Linked DNA regions of Rattus norvegicus: region 2 is linked to region 1. Evidence: chromatin contacts called from public Hi-C data. All regions are on one chromosome and are shown on one strand. Each heading gives the region's core, a stretch centred on a gene start, on an enhancer-like site or on the middle of the called end of the contact. The rest is flanking DNA. Distances are from core to core; before and after follow the strand shown. Region 1 has its middle 83 kb from the start of Spry4. Region 2 overlaps Fgf1 (fibroblast growth factor 1).

Region 1 (4,012 bases), core at 629-3,128:
AAGAGCAACAAACATACCTTACCCCTGAGCCATCTCTCCAGCCCCTCTGCCCTGCTCTAGCTCTTTAAAAGATGTGCATTCCTGTTCCCCTACTGGACCATGATGCACCAGAGCGCCTTACTATCTCTCACCATGACAGCCTCATTGTTGGCTTGAAGGAAGGGAGTCTGAATCAGGTTGGATTCTGCACTTCTGAACTCTGCCCTGCGCTGGGGCTGGGCTTTGCTCTTGGTGTTATTTCCCATTACGTGGTTTGGGAAGACGTTGCTAGAGGCCCAGTTAGAGGCTGTGGCGGTCAGATTAGCCAGCCATGCAGAACACAGCACGGTACTATTGAAGGAGGAAGTGCTAAAAAGCCAAACTACAGCCAGCGTATGCTTTTGGGGAAGGCTAGGCCAGAGAGGCTGCCAGTCACGCCCTTTGTCTCACAGTGTACCCAGGCTGTCCTTAAGCAATCCATCCTGCAGTTCTGTTTCCCATGGGCTGGGGTTACAGGTGGGCACCATCACACTCAGCTCTGGTTTAAAAAATAATGCTTTGAGACAGGGTCTCACTGTCTCTGACGGGCCTGGAACTTACCCTGTAGTCTAGGCTGGCCTGGGACTCATAGAAATCCACCTTCCCTTTCCTCCTGAGTGCTGGAATGAAAAGACTGAGAAAAAAATTTAAGGCTGTATTAGCACCTACTAGAAGTTAAAAAATATTTTATGTGCTAATGAGATAGCTCAGCCTGAGTGTGATCCCTGGGACCCACCATGGTGGAAGGAGAGAACAGGCTTAAGTTGTTCCCTGCATGAACACACACACACACACACACACACACACACACACACACACACACACACGCAGAGAAAGAATAAATGTCAATTTTAAAAATTAAAAATTTTAACAATTTTTGTAAACTGCTTTGATTAGCTGCATGTATATATACATACATATATTACAGTTCTTAAGTGACTCAGGAGATGGACGGAGGTTAGTAGGGCAGCTGAGAAAGGGGCTTTGTCCTGCACGTGGTTCCCGCAGGTGAGTTGGGGGTCCCTGAACTCTTAGCCACTTTTGTGTTCACAGCTGTGTGGGGGAGGGTGAGGATTAGCAGCGTAGGTGGACCATAATATTATGGTCTTGTTTTGTTTTTGTTTTTTTAAACTCAGCACCATCTGCTTCAGGATCTTCACAGGCTCAGAGCTCTCCCCGCAAGTCCTTCCTCCCAAGTAGGTATCCATATCTAGATGCCTAAATTCACTCTGCACAATTGACAGATGTGCAGTATAGAAAACACAACCAGTCAGCTACCAGCTCAGTCTGTAGTCGTTTCTATCACCCGGGCATAGCAAAGAACCTGGGATACTGGCCAGGCAAATACCCTGATTTAAAAAGACTTGGCTGCACGTCTGTCAGACAAAGGCACGCAAAGAGTTTGGTAGGGGAGGAACTCTAAAAGTTAGTGACAGTTGGTAGGGGTGAGGATACAGTGACAGAGACCCATGCCTGTGTGAAGGCTGCCTATGTGAAGCTCCATAGGAAGCTGAGTTTCCTTTGTCATGGCTCTGCCTTGAGAATCAGCGCAGTCCTGAGTGAATGAGCACAATGCAATCAGAGGGACACTTAGATAGGAACAAAGCTGCTTGTGTAAGTGTGTGTGTGTGTGTGTGTGTGGGGTGCCCAGCTCTCTTCAGCATAGTCCGGAAATTCATCCTGTAACAATGAACTGTAATTCCAAGTCAATGACACCTTCTAAATCCTCTCAGACTCTGCCCAAAATTACAGAGGAGGAGGGATGGCGAGTCCATTCCATTCAGTTAGAACTGGATACCTGTGTACTTTGCTCAAATGCCTGGGATCTAATGGAGATGGGCTGGCAGCCAGGAACAAAGCAAGTCAATACCGGGCTTGGAAGAACGCTGATGCTCGGGCAGATAATGAGGAAAGGGCTAGGACCTGAAAGCCTGACCTCGGAGTCTTCCTGTGTAATGAACGCAGCATAATGGAGGGCTGAGAGCTGAGCCCTGGGTGCACCTGTGTCTGGGTGAGCCAGCCAGCATCCTGGCTGGATCCCTCAATAACATGGTGATCCTGGTGGGAGCCTGGTGGCCTTCAGACTGCCTCGTCTGTGCACTGGACAGAGTAGGAAGCGAGTAATTTCCTCTGTGGGAGACAGGCGTGGGGCTTAGTGGTCAAGAACTTGAACTTGGCTTAGAGACCTAGTGCCCCATTTACTAACTGTGTCGACTTGTGCCCATTTATGCTGAGTCTTAGGTTTATCTGTAAAGTGAGGGAAGGAAATTATACACTTTTCCTACGGGGTTATTGTGAGGATTGAGTAAGACGAAGGATTTGAAAAGCACTTTTCAGTGTTTATGGCACTACACTTGAGTACTTGATAAATATATCTGTTATTAAAGAATGTAGCTATGGGACTGGGGGCATGTCTAGTGGTAATGAGACCCTGTGATTGTTACCAGCACCAGGGGAGGGTTGGGGGAGGGAAGTTATGGCTGAAGTGACTGAGCGGTTGAAGGTGCCTGCCGCCCAACCTGGCAACCTGAGTTCAGTCTCTGAAACCCACATAGTTGAAGGAGAAAACTGAACCCAGAAAGTTGTCCTCTGACCATATGGGCACCACGACACATTGCTCGGATACATGTATGTGCACATACATGTACACACAAATAAACAAATGTAATAAAAAGTTGAAGAAAGGGATGATGATCACTGTTTTAGTTATGTGCCTCGTGGCTGTGGCAGATTACTGGAAGGTGCAACCTAAGGAAGGGTTAATTTTGGCTCGCAGGGGATGTGAGGTAGCTGGTCACATTGAAGAAACAGAGACGTGAATGTGGATGCTAAACACGTGTTTTCCTTTTCATTCAGTGTGGGGCTGCGAACTGTGGAATGATGTTGCCCATGGCTCTTCTACTTCCATTTATGCTGTAGCTACTCCCTCATCGCGTGCCCAGAAACTTCCAGAAAATGCTTTCCTTGGTGATTCTGGGTCCCTGTCAGTTACCACCGCCATTACAGTATGACAACTGTTTTCTTTTCTCCCTCTATGCACTCTGGACATGGCTTCTTCTACTTTACTCCCCACCTTGAAATAAAGAATGAACTCAGGTTGTTGGATAGAGAGGTGGTGGGTGAAGTTTTACAACAAGGCTCTTGTGACCATGAACTCCAGATTCACACACTCAAAGGACAGTTCTCTGAAGTTGAAGTGGGAGACGTACCACAGGGGGACATGATAATTTGATTTTCTCCCCATAGTGAACATTGACTGTCTCAAGGAAATGCTCCTTCCGGGATGCTAAGCTGTGAGTCATTCAGGAGTCTGCCTCTCTAGCAAGCTCCCAAGTGTTGCTTCTGTTCTTCGTTCTGAAATCACATTTTATCTCCAAAAGTCCTAGGTGGCCTTGAGTCCCTTGGCACAGTGGCACATCTGACTTCTTTACTTCCTTGAAAACACTCAGCTAGTTTTGGGATTTAAAGCACCTCACTGGCTAGATAACCTTGGTTTCCAGACGGCAGGGATGAGAGGTGTGTAGAGTCCTTTGGTTGACCAGTTGCCTGAAGCATTTTCCCAACAATTCTACTTGATTACTTTGGCTAATAGCTGGCATTTACAGTCTCACTTTTGGCTTTTAGTGGGAGATAGCCATGGCTGGGGGTTCTACAGTGGCTGTGAAGGGTCAGCAGTCCCTTGAAACATTTGCAAAATTTTCTCTGTCTGTTTCCTTGCCTGGAGAGTTCCTGTAGCGTTCAGCAGCAGTGTTTCCTGGGGAGTCCGTTTCCTCAAAGGTGTGCATCCAGGATAGCCCCAAATATGGCCTGACAGAAAAATCACATACTTACTAAAAACATTTAAGATTCCTATTTGATGACTCAGTTGCATAGTTTCCCACATGAACCATGTTGTGTTGAGTTGTCAGAAGGTTGGACATGCCTATGTGAGGCTGAAGAAGCAGTGAATTCTCCTTGGATCTCCACAGCATGCTGTATGCCCTCACATGTCTGT
Region 2 (4,012 bases), core at 797-3,296, 170 kb after region 1:
TTCTATAAAATTAGTTTTGCAGCCACCTCTGGGTCCTGGGTTGATTGCATTTGCTGGTCTTTGGTCTGTATCTAGTGCATGTTTTTGTGTTGTGACTGCATACACATGAGCTATTTATCAAAGATTCACTGTCTCCCACAATTGTTCTGCCTCTCAGGGGTGGAAATGTTTTAAAGGTCTGTTTTTAGTGAATGGACAGACTCCCAGAGCTATCAAAGATTCACTCTTTCTTCCTTTCTTTCTTTCTTTCTTTCTTTCTTTCTTTCTTTCTTTCTTTCTTTCTTTCTTTCTTCCTTCCTTCCTTCCCTCCTTTCTTTCTTTCTTCTTTCCTTCCCTCCCTCCCTCCCTCCCTCCTTCCTTCCTTCCTTTCTTCCTTCCTACCTTTTGCCCTTTTCTTTGAACAAAGATTTTATTTTAGGTGAGTACACTGTACACCGTTGCTGTCTCTGTCTTGAGACACACCAGAAGGGGGCGTAGTTGTGAGCCACCATGTGGTTGCTGGGAATTGAACTCAGGTCCTCTGGAAGAGCAGCCAGTGCTCTTAACCACTGAGCCATCTCTCCAGCTTCCTTTGTCCTTTATTGTGTGTGTATGAAGTGTGTATTGAAGGGGGTGTGCATGCTGTGACTTAAGTGTAGAAGTCAGAAGACAACTTTCTGGAGTCAGTTCTCTCTTTCCAAAAGCTTTACGCAGATTCTATTCAAAACAAAACAAAACAAAACAAAACAAAACAAAACCAAACCAAACCACATTCAGGTTTTAGACTTGCAAGCAAGTACTTTACCTACCAAGCTACCTTGCTGGCCCAAAGACTCAATTCTTGCTCCTGGTGATGTCTGAAGTGATCTGTGACCCATCTCAGGCTTGAGTACAGGGAATCCATAAGATACAAGCACCCTTAGGACCCAGAAGTACCAGGGGTGGGATGCGGATGAGATGGGGAGTCACAGGAGCCTACATTCTCTGTGGTCAACACCCGCCACCAGGTGAATGGTGTCCTCACTGGGGAGAGACCTGCTGGGTGTACGCAGGAAAGGCAGCAGGCCTGGCCATTTCAAGGTGCTTATTATTGAAAAACAAAGTGCACAGCTAACTGAGTACTTCCTTTAGCTCAGTTCCAAGATGGAGATGGCAAATCTTGATTTAGCAGAACAGGAAACAGCTTTCTAAAGACAACCTAGTGGTCAATAGGAAATTTCTTCAGAAATTCAGAGCCTTATAAAAATTGATTTGAAGAGAGTTGGAAAAGGCTTATGTGGTAGATTTTTTTTTTTTAAACTATCAACGTGTTACTCTGTAGCCCAGGCTGAATCTGGCAGTTGCAGTGATTCTCCTGCCTCAGTCTCCCAAGTACTGTTATGGCAACCATGAAGTGCGGTCTCCAAGTGTTTGGTGGATCTGTGGCCCTATGTTTCCTGAGGAGATGCAGGCTTGTACCTTTAGGTGTTTTGTTTTGATTCTGGTTTTGGTTTTTGGTGCTGGGCATTGAACCTAGGACCTGGTTTGTGCTAAGCATAGATGTTGAAAGGTGTTGGTTTGAGAATACAAAACATAAGTATCAGCCTGAAATGTACGAGATCACCTTGGTGGCTTGCACTCCTGTTTTACACTCAGTGTTCAACACCCTGTGGTCTCTGGGTACTTACAGCTCCTTCTGAAGAGGAGCCCAGCGCTTTCCAGAGGCTCCACTAGCCTCCACCTGGGTCCTAGTGCTGTATATCTAAGGCATAGCTGCGTCCGTTTTCTTGTATGTGACCATTAGCTTCCACGCAGCCGTAACCAAAGCTTGTTCATAGAGAGGTACATGATCCCTTACTTTCTAAGAGCAGAAAGAAGGGAAAAGAATCCAAGGTAGCTAGTGCCAAGAGTGGTGAGCTCAGGGGCCACACCCCTATCTACTCCTGTCCTGCGCTAGGGATCTTTACTGCTAAGGCGACAGCTGGTATCTTGGAAGCCAGAAAGGAGGGCCTCACTCCTGTGTGGCATGGCCTGCCCTTTCTGCCTCCTGCCTGGGGAGAGGCCACAGAGATTACGTGCCCAGTTTATTCTGGGTTGGAGACTTCCCGTCCTTGGTTGTGTTTACTCAGAGTGAGGTCAGCCTCATTCAGAACTCAGCCAGGTTGTTTTATGTCAGTGGAGTTTATAATTAAAGTGTAACCACAAGCCAGGCTTTGCAAAACATTAAAAGACAGACAAGAGGAAAAATGGACTGGAGGGGGGAAAATTCCAGTGGTTTTCAGTGTGTGTGTGTGTGTGTGTGTGTGTGTGTGTGTGTGTGTGTGTGTGTACATACATATGGAAAAGAGTTTGTGCTAACATTTGTGAAGGTGTCTTGTCTTTTAACATCTGGAAAAAAGTCAGTGAATTTTTTTATTTAGCCCAGAGATTGACTAACACATTTGCGTGTGTGTTCATTCATATGTATAATGTAGCTTCTCTAGAAGAATTCCCCTGTAATCAAATAAGGGGTCTTGGGTTAGACTCAGGGACCTGGGAGGCTGATGTACCACATGTGGCAGGCTGGTGTACCCTGTTGGGGGGACATTCCTTCCTGTAGGCCCGCCCCTCTCTCTGGCTACAGCATCAGGGCCCAGACCTCCCCAATGTGGTTATTTGGAAGGCTGCTCTGACTCGGAGGCCAAGCTGGTGGGGAATAAGATGCCTTTGCCATTAAATGTGGATTCCCATCAGACCAGACAACGGAAGTCTGGACTCCCCCCAAACAGTCTGCAGGGAGGGATTTCACTAGAGTGTGGTCTGCTTGTATCCAGGGCAATGCAGTAAGATCCTTTGGACCAGCAAACTCCCCTGGTGCCTTTAGGATGTGGCTAGATTTATAAATATTTGATTGGCACACACTCGGCTGAAGAACATTTCCATCTGTGTGGCGAGAGTGTGGAGGATCCCCCCTCTCCTACCCCCGGTCTCTTTCCTACGCGCTGGGGGAGGCTGTAGGGCTGTAGGCTCCACGAGGAGGCTGGAGCTTAGGGATGTTCAAGAGTGGTGTGCCCTTGCTGTCTGTACAGCTGCTGTTCCAGTTGTTGAGTAAGAGTAAGTCCTGGCAAGCCTTCGCCAGAGAGGACACTCTGGCAGACAAGCAGAGAGCTCTTGACATTGGTGGCTTCTGTGCCATGGAAGCCAAGTGGGAAGAACCTGATGGGCTATGGCATGGGCAGGCTGTGGCTCTGCGGCAGGTTGCAGGCGTTCCAACTGACACAGTCCCAGAGAAGCTGGGGTGTACAGTCACTGGAAATCCTGTGAACAAGCTTAACATTTAATTTCATGGCCAGCTATCAGTCTTAGGAAGACAGTGACAACCATGGGGAATGTCACCGTTTTGAACATTTAGGGGCCCAACAGTGTGCTGGACACCCTCAGAAACATCACATCTCACATCCCTACTTTCCAGGGACATAGATAACTGTTAGCATGCCTGTCTTCAAGACAAGGAAACTGAGGCACCGAGAGGAAAACTAACTGCCACAAGGTGGCCCAGCTCTGGTAAACACAGTCAGAAGACATCAACCTGTCCTTGCTTGTCTGTACCACGCGCTAGGATAAGTGCACCAATGTAATTAGTTTGTGGGGTGAAAATGTTAGTACCAGGGTGGTGGGATCCTCAGGAAGAGCAGGTTAGTATTAGGACAGAGAAATAATTTCCACATGCTGTCCCTGTGAGGGGCTGGTCACATCCTGTTAGCTTTTGGGTTTTCAGCACAATGGTGACTAGCAACCCCGGAGGGCTGTTGTTAGCTAGGAATGACCTGTGCAGGGCCTAGCGTGTGTCAGTGCTTGACTGGCATTTCTTGAGATATTGTTGGGTTTAAATTTCTCTGCCAACAATGCAAGTCGGTGGCTCATCAAATTCAATGCTCACCGGGCACTGAACCAAGGGACAGTCGGTACGCTGGACACAAAAGCTGCAGTGTGGAGCATTAAGAGCCAGAGTCCTTGTACTCAGGCGGCCCTGCAGGAGAGACGCCCAGTAAATAACTGGACGAGTAAATGCAGA

What was found. A called contact is a pair of places that touch in the nucleus more often than the background predicts.
Region 2: a Hi-C map of liver shows a contact between it and region 1, with 2.9 times the contacts expected there. The contact joins two enhancer-like sites. A contact is called at or near these places in 3 of 12 Hi-C or Micro-C datasets (kidney, liver and mammary epithelial cells).

Annotation. Positions count from the first base shown.
Region 1 is chr18:30,783,738-30,787,749 of GRCr8, forward strand. It overlaps a transcript of Arhgap26 not described here. Among named protein-coding and RNA genes, the nearest start is that of Spry4, 83 kb to the left of the region's middle. Within about 2 kb of position 1,879, at least 7 of the 93 cell types and tissues checked have an H3K27ac peak or open chromatin away from gene starts, as enhancers often do. A contact at or near this core is called in kidney and liver, where this site is marked.
Region 2 is chr18:30,948,970-30,952,981 of GRCr8, forward strand. All of the region lies in intron 2 of Fgf1 (fibroblast growth factor 1), which reads right to left. It also overlaps a transcript of Arhgap26 not described here. Among named protein-coding and RNA genes, the nearest start is that of Fgf1, 10 kb to the right of the region's middle. Within about 2 kb of position 2,047, at least 23 of the 93 cell types and tissues checked have an H3K27ac peak or open chromatin away from gene starts, as enhancers often do. A contact at or near this core is called in kidney and liver, where this site is marked.